Linked DNA regions of Mus musculus: region 2 is linked to region 1. Evidence: chromatin contacts called from public Hi-C data. All regions are on one chromosome and are shown on one strand. Each heading gives the region's core, a stretch centred on a gene start, on an enhancer-like site or on the middle of the called end of the contact. The rest is flanking DNA. Distances are from core to core; before and after follow the strand shown.

Region 1 (4,770 bases), core at 596-3,095:
TGAGTACAGCCTCTGTCCCCATCAGCTAACCTGCTTCCGTGGCTCAGAATGCCTGTCTTTTCTTAGTACCCTATGGGTGAATTCAAATGCATTTCCTCCCCCCACCCCGCCCCCCACCCATTCTGGGGATCACACCCTAGGCCCTGTGCAGGTTCTTTTTTCACTGAGTTTCAACCCTAGCCATGGAGTCTTTGAAGTCTATGTCAACAAGGTCTCAAACTTGTGACCTTCCTGCCTCAGCCTCCTGGTTGGTGGGAATGCACATGTGCGTGCACTACCGTACTCGTGCAAAGACACTTTTTCACATAATGGCTCCAAAGCAGGGAGGGGCACAAGTTAAGAATGGCTTTAAGCCAGAGGCGTGGCCAGATTCTACTTCTAGAACTCAAATCCTTAGTATCCTACCCACAGGGGAGTGCGCGCTATGTGTCTGATCACTCCTGGGAACGTGTCCTACACCCTGAGGTGCTTGGGCGCATGGAGACTCCTGGTTACACCACCGTTATCTGTAAGTTTGGAGACCCAATGTGGTGAGGCAGGGAGGTAGACCCACCTGGTCAGGCAATGGGAAAGCCAGTCCACAAAGCAGCAGTACACACAGCAGCTCTCTCTTCATTTTGCTCCCCGTTTCTTCTGTGTCCCTTAAGTTTTGGAAGACAAATAAAAGCAATGAAGCACGTGATGTGGGCGGGCAAAGGATCAAAGGACATCCAGGTCTGTCGCTTCATTTCAGGTGACCCATCCAGCAATGACTCTTGCAGACATTGTCTGGAAGATTTCACACACATCTGTGCCTGTCTGTCTAAATGGGGGGTGGAGGGGTGGGAGGAGAGATTTTGTGTGTGTGTATGTGTGTACATGCATGTGTGTGAAAAGTATACAACAGCATTACATTTACCACCTAAGTATTCAATATTCAGCTTAGTGGTATTCAACATATACAAACCGCTATGAACTCAACCCACCATCACATCCGTCTCCAGAGAGTCATCACAGTGAATTCAAATCCCTTAGCCATTGAAGAATGGCTCTTTGTTCTCCTGACCCTTGGCTGCCACCACCCTTGCTTCGTCTGTAACTTTGACTATCTGTATGTGTTATAGATGTGGAATCATATAGTGTCCATCCTTTTTACATCTTTGTAGGTGTAGACCTCTTAGAGTGATATCCTGAAGGGTCAGCCACACTGTAGAGTTCTTGCCCTTTTTTTGAGCCTGAACAATAGCCCATTGTCTGCTGAGACCCCATTTTGCTTGCCTCGTAATCTGCTGATAGATAGTGATTGCTACAAGTAGCTCTTCCCAGAGATTCCTGTAGGCTGCAGGGTAGGAGCCATCTCTGGTGCTTCACCTGGACCTGGCTTCCTGAGAAGAAATTCCTGTCCAGGGCTGAGCTAGGAGTCACATCACTGTCCTGTCTGACTCTCTCAGAAGCAGCTGCAGGAATTCTATTCCTGGCAAGTCATGGTGCCTGGTCAAGCTGCCTCATGTGTCCCCAGCCTTGGTGACTGCAATGGCTAATGCTGCATCTGGGGCAGGGCCTCCCTCTTCCACCAAAGGGAAGGCTCCCTCCACGTTGCCCCCCCCCCCCCGTTCCCTCTGGAATATCCGTCTCCTTTTATGTAGACTCACAGATCTGGTGATGAGCAGATCTGCAAACATTGTCTGGTTACTGAACTCACATTTCCCTTGATCCCCAATCCAATTTCCACTTGCCTTCCCAGTGATTTCGGTTTTCGGTCTGAAAGTAGGTTAGTTGGCCTGGATCTTTTGTGGTCTGGCAAGCCCTCTCACTCCCCCGTTGTCCACAACATCAAAGCAGGACTTTCCTTTCTCTGACTCATTTCCCCTTCAGTCACAACAACTCTTGATTCCCACCACTAGCCACTCAGGGCCCCTGTGCCCACTGGCTCAGAAGTCAGCAGGATCCATCTTGCCTGGAGCCAGCAGGCTCTGGCTTCTCTGAGTTTTGAGGATGCCATCTCGCCTCTTCATGTGGCCCAAGATCCCTTCAGCTTCAAGATGAAAACAGAAAGGGGGAGGTGTTGTGAGGAGGAACTGAGCTGGGAGACCACTAACTTCTGGGTTCATCTGGGGCTGCTGGGACAGTGGACAGAGCTACAGGGAGATGGTAGTGATGTCAGGCACAAGGCACAGAGCTAAAGTGGTCCAATAAGAAAGTGCACAGTGGGGTGATGGTGGCAGGCAGGGGAGGAAAGAGAGCCACTGTAGTGGGAACAAAGAACCTCAGAGGAAGGAGGAGTACAGAGCCCCAAGGGAGGGAACACAAGGCTGTGGGGGAGAGAGTAGGGGTGCTGGGTACGGGGAAAGGAACAAAGTTGTCCTGTGAGAAAACCCAGGTCATGGGCTCACAAGGAGTCCTGCCCTGCTGGACCCACCCTCCATGACTATCCCCCATTGCAGGAGCAGAAGAGCTTCCAGGATCTTTGCTTGTTTTGATCTGCCTTATCGTGGTGGACTCGGGGGTTCTGGAAGCCTTTCCTCACTGGAGGGCCCTCTGGGCTAGCACCTGCCTGCCTTTTGGCAATCCCAGAAGGACACAAGTAACAATGGAGGCCGGCCAGACTCCTCCTTTCTCAGCTTTCTTTAACTTTTCCCTTTCCCAGGTTCCTCAACCTTCCACTTAAATTCACCCTTAATTCTATGTCAGTAGGACTGAGTTTAGATGTAGAGGTAACTCTCCCTGGTTTTCTTGCCTTTGTTACCTGGTAACCGTGGGATGAGAAGAAACCAAACACTATTGCAGGTGTGATTCAGAGACACACCCCCTCTTTTTCAAACCAATCAGCCCATTCAGGGGCATTTTCTGAGTCTTTGTTCTAGACACCTCCTAAGTTACTGGGGTTGTTTTTGTGTCCCTCCAAGATAGGATCTTGCTATGTAGCCAGTGTGGTCTTGATGACAGGGAAATTAGTCCACCCTGTTTCAGCCCCTGGAATGCTGGGTTTCTTGGTTGCTTTTCTATTGCTGTGAAGAGACACTGTGCCAAGTCCGAGGCAACTTAATAAAAGAAAGCATTTAACTATGGGATTGCTTACAGTTTCAGAGACTGAGTCAGTCCGTGGCTGGCATGTTAGAGGGCACAGCATTAAGCAGGCCTAGCTCTAGAGAAGTAGCTGAGAGCTTACTGGGAATAGTGTGGGATTTTTAAACCTCAAAGTCCACCTCCAAGCATCCAAACCATCACACTGGGATTGGGATTACAGGAATTCCCCACCATGTCCTGCTAACTCAAGGCTCTCTAGATGTCAAGTTAAATGCAGAGCAAAAGTACATCACTGGTACATGTTCCCACCCTCTTCCTCCCAAGGCTCCATCAGCTGCATCATGGGAGGCTCCTGCTCACAGGAGGGACAGGAGCTCAGGTGCTAAGGACTTGTCACCTATCTCTATCTGGGCTTTGGATGGCTGGGCCTTGAGCCAGTAATGATGAGTTGCACATAAGCTAATAAGTAACTGCCTCTACCCACACTCCATGCAGACAATCACAGCAAGCTGCTGGATGGACCACATGGCAGAAGAGGAGGATGACAGGGGAATTAGTCACATGCCAGATGAAAACCAGTGCAGTTCCAGAGCAAGGGAAGGAGAGGAAGGAAAGACTCGTCTGGTTTTGTGGGAGATGTGGCTGGAAAGGTCACGGGCAATGAGGGGACCAAAAATAAAGTGACCAGCAGAAGTGTGGACCTAAAGTCCAGGCCCACAGAGTGGGAGGTTTGACTCTGTAGACCCTGGGAACTCACCAGGGGTATTCATGGGTACTCATGGGGAGGCCAGTGTGGGGTCTAAGGACTGCAACTGAGGCTGGCTTTAAGATACAAATATGTTAGTTCCCCTCTCGTCTGCAAATGGTGGGGGAAAGGGAAGAAGAGAGTGAGCTTGATAGTAACTGGATCTCCTTGGAGATAGACTGTTTCCAAGGAGATAGACTGTTGTTTCTAAGAGCCAAGAACATGGACCATTCTGAGAGAGTGGGGATTTTATCAGAAGTATGACACCTGGGGCCATGGCACTTGATGGAAGCCAGGCAGTAACTGCATGGTTCTGGGTCGGACAAAGCTACCGGAATTGTAATAAGCTGACTGACAGAAAGCTTTGAAAAAGGCAGGTGATACATCCTCAGGCCTTTGTATGACCCTGACCTCTTTACATTCCTCACAAAACCCTTTCCCCCCAATAAACTCTGTGCTTAGGATGGAACATAATAACTCGTTCACTGAAAGGAAAGGTGACTGAGCAAAAATATGAATAATGATACAGAGAGAGAATATGAACCCCCAGCAAGGCAAATCCAAGTGGCTGGCTAGACTCTTGGAGTCCTCCTCCAGAGCTAGCTTTCCGGCTTCTGTTGTATCTGAGTGGTGACACAGCTGTAAATGGATAAAGTGCTTTTACTCATACACTGGTCATCGGTCCCTTCTCTATAGCATATCAGAAAGTGGTTTGCAATCAAGGACATATACGCATGTGGTCAACGATAAACATTGGTTGTGTGCCTGCTTTGCTATTGTTTACTTACATGTTGATAGACAGAAGTACTTGAACTTTTGTATGTGAACAAAGCAGCCAACAAGTTATAAGAGGCCAGAGCCTGATCAGGAAAGGCCACTTGGGAACCCACCCTGTTGTCAAGTTTTGTACAATGTGCTAGATTGTACTGCTTGCATCTTTGCCAAGGACATTCGGGGTTCTTATTGCTTTGTTGAAAGTCCCGTGGAGATCCGAGTTGGAGAGTCAGGAATAATAACCC
Region 2 (4,770 bases), core at 676-3,175, 260 kb before region 1:
AAGCAGTTCATGGGTTGCTTCTACTGTTTTCCCACTTGAGACAATATGTGGCTGCCATTATCCTTCACACAGTTGGCTTGTGACTTGCTCACACAGGCTTATAAAGTGCTTGGCAGGACGCCCGCACGATCATATGGAAAAAGAAGAATCTAAAACTCACGCACAATGTCTGGATCACAGTATCGACACTCACAACTCAACATACTCTCTTAGTCATTTTTTTCTTTATGTATGAATAATAAATAACTTTTGAAAATGGGAATTATGACACACATGAGATTTTTTTAATTTAATTTTTACTTCATGTGTACCAATGTTTTGCCTGCATGTGCATCTGTGCCTGGTGTCTGTGGAGGCCAGAAGAGGGCATCTGATACTCTGGAACAGGAGTTAGATGTGGTTGTGAGCCACTGTGTAGGTGCTGGGAATTGAACTCAGGACCTCTGGAAGAGCAGCCAGTGCTCTTAACCACTGAGCCATCTCTCCAGCCACTACACCTAAGAATTTGAATCTGTATTTGTTCAGGCCTCGTGTTGTATAAACGTGTGATCCTTTGGACACCTCTGTATTCACGTAAACTATATTGTTCTCAAACAGCTTTTCCCCTCTCGGCCTCCAGCCAGGTGTGTTCCTTTCTCATCTACCTGACAAAACCTACAGCCTCGTCTATATTAATTTTCTTCCTGTCAATAGGTTCAGTCTTTGCTACATGGATTGCGTAATTCACTGCTTGATCGACGCTCTTGTCTTTCTAATAATTCTGACCACTGTCTTGTTCCTGGCCACAGTGTCAGTCCTCAAGACCAACAACTATGTCTCACACGTAGCACGTGCTCAGTAAACATGTGAAGGTTTTCGGAGCGCTCCCTAAGGGCTTGGACTCTTCCCCCTTCTTTCTTGTTCTTTCTATGCATCAGTAAGAGCACCCCAGGCTCAGGAGAGGATTCGAGTCGATGCCTTAGAAAGGCTGGAGGCTCTCTGCCTGTAACTTCCTAATTCTGTTCTACCATCCCTTGGTGGTGCATGCGAGATCTTTGAGATGCACTGATGCAGGGCCGGAAGTATCCTGGGCCTTCCTGGGGCTTACTGACAGTGGGTCATCCTAGGATATGAATGATTCAGGCATCAAAGAAGCAATAATGAGATTTGAACCCTCCTTTGTATTCTATGTTCAAGGCTTTAAAATAAATACAGCAGCCTTTAAAAGAAAAATTAGGCTAGGTGGGATTATAAATTAACACATTTAATTTTCTATCACTAAAATGGCAAAAATGATTTTTCCAGACTCCATTTTATAATGTCCATTACTATTCTCAAACACAAGGTCACACACACACACACACACACACAGCTTTTGTGCAACTTGTCTATATTAATGATGTGCTAAGATCATTTCTGAGTTATTTACCAGTTCTATCTTACAGTTAAAGTGTGCCCGAGGGGAGAGGAAACAGGGCCTTGGGGCTTATCTTTCGATTTGCCATACCCTTACTACCCCTTCTTGGCCCCGCCCACTCCCGACAGCCCTTTCTCACCCAGACCTCACACTTACTCAGCTGTGTTGATTCTAACACACCATTCTCCCTCTCCGAGCTGCTTTCCCTCATTTGTTCTTGCACTGTGGCTTCCCACCAGCTGTGAAAATCCTGTCAGCACCAGCACCCGCTCTGTATGCCAGCGAGTGGAGAAAACTGCAGGTTCCTTCTATGGCACCAGCCTCTATCTCTTGCCAGATCCTTCGGCTTCAACAGCAGCCCAGGGGCATCCAACCACCAGGGAAACAGACATATCCTCCAGAAAGCCTTTCTGCCGGAGAAGCACGGTCACCACCAGAGGGAGTGCATCTGCTCTTCTGGCCTCAGAGTGAACTTGATCACTCTGTGGCTCTTCTGATGAGATGCTATAGGGATAAGCGGTACTGAAATGCTCTCCCTCACCAGGGACTGTCAGTTGGAGGAGTCTAGTTCCCAGTGCGAGGGCAAGCCTGGGAACAGCTCAAAGCAGGTCCCATTTCCCACAGTGCCTCATCTACTGCATCTTAGACAAGGAAACCAAGAAGACCCTCTCCGTGGAAGATCCAAAGGGACACCGGGGGACGCATCTTCAGATTGTGCATGAGTATGCGGGCAGAGGGAAGGACCCTGCAGGCTGGACCTTATCGTGTAGAACCCCTCCCTGCAGCTCCAGAGCGCCCCCTGGTGCCTTCTGGGCCACTGACTTCCCCCAGTCTCACTGGAATACGCCTTGTTTATTTTACAGCCCTCTGCTGTCTGGCATTTCCCCCTGCTATTTACACACCAGGGCCCTGTAAGGACACATGGTTGGTTTTTAGAAGCTTCCTCCTCAAAGCTTCAAAGGAAAACCTCAATTTTGGCATTTCCTAGAAAAAACGATTTAATGTTTCTTCTTGAGGCTCAGGCTGTTGGAACAAAACCAAAAGCTAGGGTCCCCGCAGCACTTGGCACCGCGCCTGTGCTCCTGGGAGCTAGAGGTGCCACTTGGTCCTTGCAGCACAGAGAAGGGATGTTACTGCCCCCATTTCACAGATGTGAAACTGAGGGTGCCTGGGGGTGGGGGTGGAGTGGGGCAGCTGCTGGCAGATCCAGGGAACACAAGCAGAGAGTGAAGTTGGGTCTGTCCCCAGAAGCTCTGCCTCCTGAGTCCCAGTCCCCAGCAGCAGGCTTGCTTTCTACTGTCCAAATCTCCTACGATGTGACAGTCACAGTTTTCTGGAGTACAGCACTCTTGTGATGCTCAGATTTTCTTTGATTCTCTGCATAAATTTACTATGAAATCTTGTGATTTAAGAGGCTACTCTCTCCTTACTGTTTTTTTCTCTCTTTTTTTTTTTAAAGAACTCTGTGTTGGCAGAGTGCTTCCTGGTTTTGTTTCTGATTTTTGCAGTGCTAGGGTTTAATCTGGGCATTTTGAATTCTAGAAAAGATCTCATCCACAGAGCCACAGCCCAACCTTAGAAAAGTTCGTATTTCATAAATGAAGGTCTCCTAGCAGAGTATAGGTATTCCTCAGATAACATCATCAGGAATGTCCAGAATGTTGCTCCTGCCTACAGTGAATACAAACAATTGTTTGTTCAATCTAGTTTGGGGCTAACAAGAATATAATTAAGGCACTTTCAGCTGGTCTGCCTCTCTGGGGAACATCCGGGTTCTCTATGTTCCTTTGGTAAGCTATTAGTCAGGATGGGATGGCCACTATATACTGCCCCAAGTTTCTAGATCAAATCTATAAGTCCTGACAGGCCCAGCCCTGCTTCTCTTTAGGACACACAAAGTTTTGCCAAATACACAGACTACTAGATATACATATAGTTCCCTCTGGGGTCATCTGCTCCCCAAGAGACTTGTTAAAGTGGGACACTATTCTTGAGCTAAATTATCAATCAAAAGTATTCTTCTTTCTGGTATGGCTGCTTTCCACAGATAATGAAATCCCATCAACTTCCTCTAAAGAAAACGTGACCTACATAAAAATGAATAGCAATTAATTCTCAGCTGCAATCTTCAGAGGCTGGAGCTGAGCTAGAGCCCAGAGTCCTAGGAGCCCACTCCATCTTGATTGGGAGGCTGTAGCAGGTAAAGGGACCTTGAGGGACAGGCCCCAAGTATGAAATGATAGCACGAAGGGAAAGGGGTCAGAGCCAAAGAAGAACAGGCAGAATCCAGCACCCAGAGCGCCAGAATATCAGTTCCAGGCCAGGCCTGCTACCAAGAACCCAGAAGAACTCTTTAGATCAATCACAGAAGAATGATTTTTGTAGATGGTGCTTTCTTACCAGGGTGCTAGAGGTAGAATGTATCACAGCCATGTCATCACCTTCAGAGATGGATGTAGTCCATCAGCATGCCCAACGGCTACGTGGTCTCTGCCACCTAAACTTGCTCTTTGGGTTACATTCCTCACTCGAAAGTGAGATGCTTCGGTGGTAACTGTCCCAAGAGGGTCTCCATGAGAATACATTCTTTCCATGAAAGAACAGGTTAGGAGTGGGGGTGCACTTAGGGGAGGGGTGAAACAGGATCTCAAGTCCAGCTTAGGCAACATGGCAAGATGCTCTCTCAAAAACACAGCAGAGACAAATGAGGGAACTAGGCAACAACCGACCGAAGATGCAGGGTCCAGACTCTGGCTTGATCTTGACTGAATTCCTTAAGACTCTGAACCTGTCTGCATCTCCCTTCTCCCAACAGTAAAACCAGAAGCCAGTTATGATGATAGTGCACACACCTGAAGAGCGAGGGCAGGCTGTGTATCTACTTGCTCCTGACACAAGGCAAGCCCAGAGAAGTTCTGACTATGCTAAAGGATAACCAGGGTAGACCTGGGGTTCTCATTCTAGAGTATCTGCCTAAAGTGAAAACCTGAGTGGTTGTTCTAGAAAATCAACCCAATGTTCTTGGTGGAGAATCATCCACCTACTGTAACCCACCCAGAAGGCAGTCACTACTCAGCCACCAGCTCTGGACACATGGAGATGTCGAGGTTGCGAATTGCATGGGCTCATGTGTAAGACAGTCTGGAGGAGGCAAGATTCTGGGTGTGGAAAACAGACCTAGGGGCCAGTGGGTGGGAATGGGACGCCCATGAGAGAGGCTTTGTGAGGCAGAAGACCTGTTCTGTCTCGACTGAGATGAAGTACGTGACTCTGTGCATTTATCAAGACTTGGGGATTGAATAAAAGAGAAACATGTGTTACTGGGTGTGAGCTTGAAAAATAACTGCTCAAGCCATTTAAAAAAAAAACAAGCT

Evidence for each region. A called contact is a pair of places that touch in the nucleus more often than the background predicts.
Region 2: a contact with region 1 is called in a Hi-C map of muscle stem cells, with 4 times the contacts expected there. The contact joins two enhancer-like sites. A contact is called at or near these places in 5 of 39 promoter capture datasets (embryonic stem cells, liver, pre-B cells and 1 more), 1 of 484 Hi-C or Micro-C datasets (muscle stem cells) and 1 of 9 other capture datasets (adipose tissue).

The regions. Positions count from the first base shown.
Region 1 is chr8:22,762,951-22,767,720 of GRCm38.p6, reverse strand. It overlaps Plat (plasminogen activator, tissue), which reads right to left. Exons shown (of 14, transcript NM_008872.3): 2 at 554-641. The coding sequence starts at 616. Among named protein-coding and RNA genes, the nearest start is that of Plat, 7.6 kb to the right of the region's middle. Within about 2 kb of position 1,845, at least 92 of the 459 cell types and tissues checked have an H3K27ac peak or open chromatin away from gene starts, as enhancers often do. A contact at or near this core is called in muscle stem cells, where this site is marked.
Region 2 is chr8:23,025,511-23,030,280 of GRCm38.p6, reverse strand. All of the region lies in intron 1 of Ank1 (ankyrin 1, erythroid), which reads right to left. Among named protein-coding and RNA genes, the nearest start is that of Gm51563, 9.2 kb to the left of the region's middle. Within about 2 kb of position 1,925, at least 125 of the 459 cell types and tissues checked have an H3K27ac peak or open chromatin away from gene starts, as enhancers often do. A contact at or near this core is called in muscle stem cells, where this site is marked.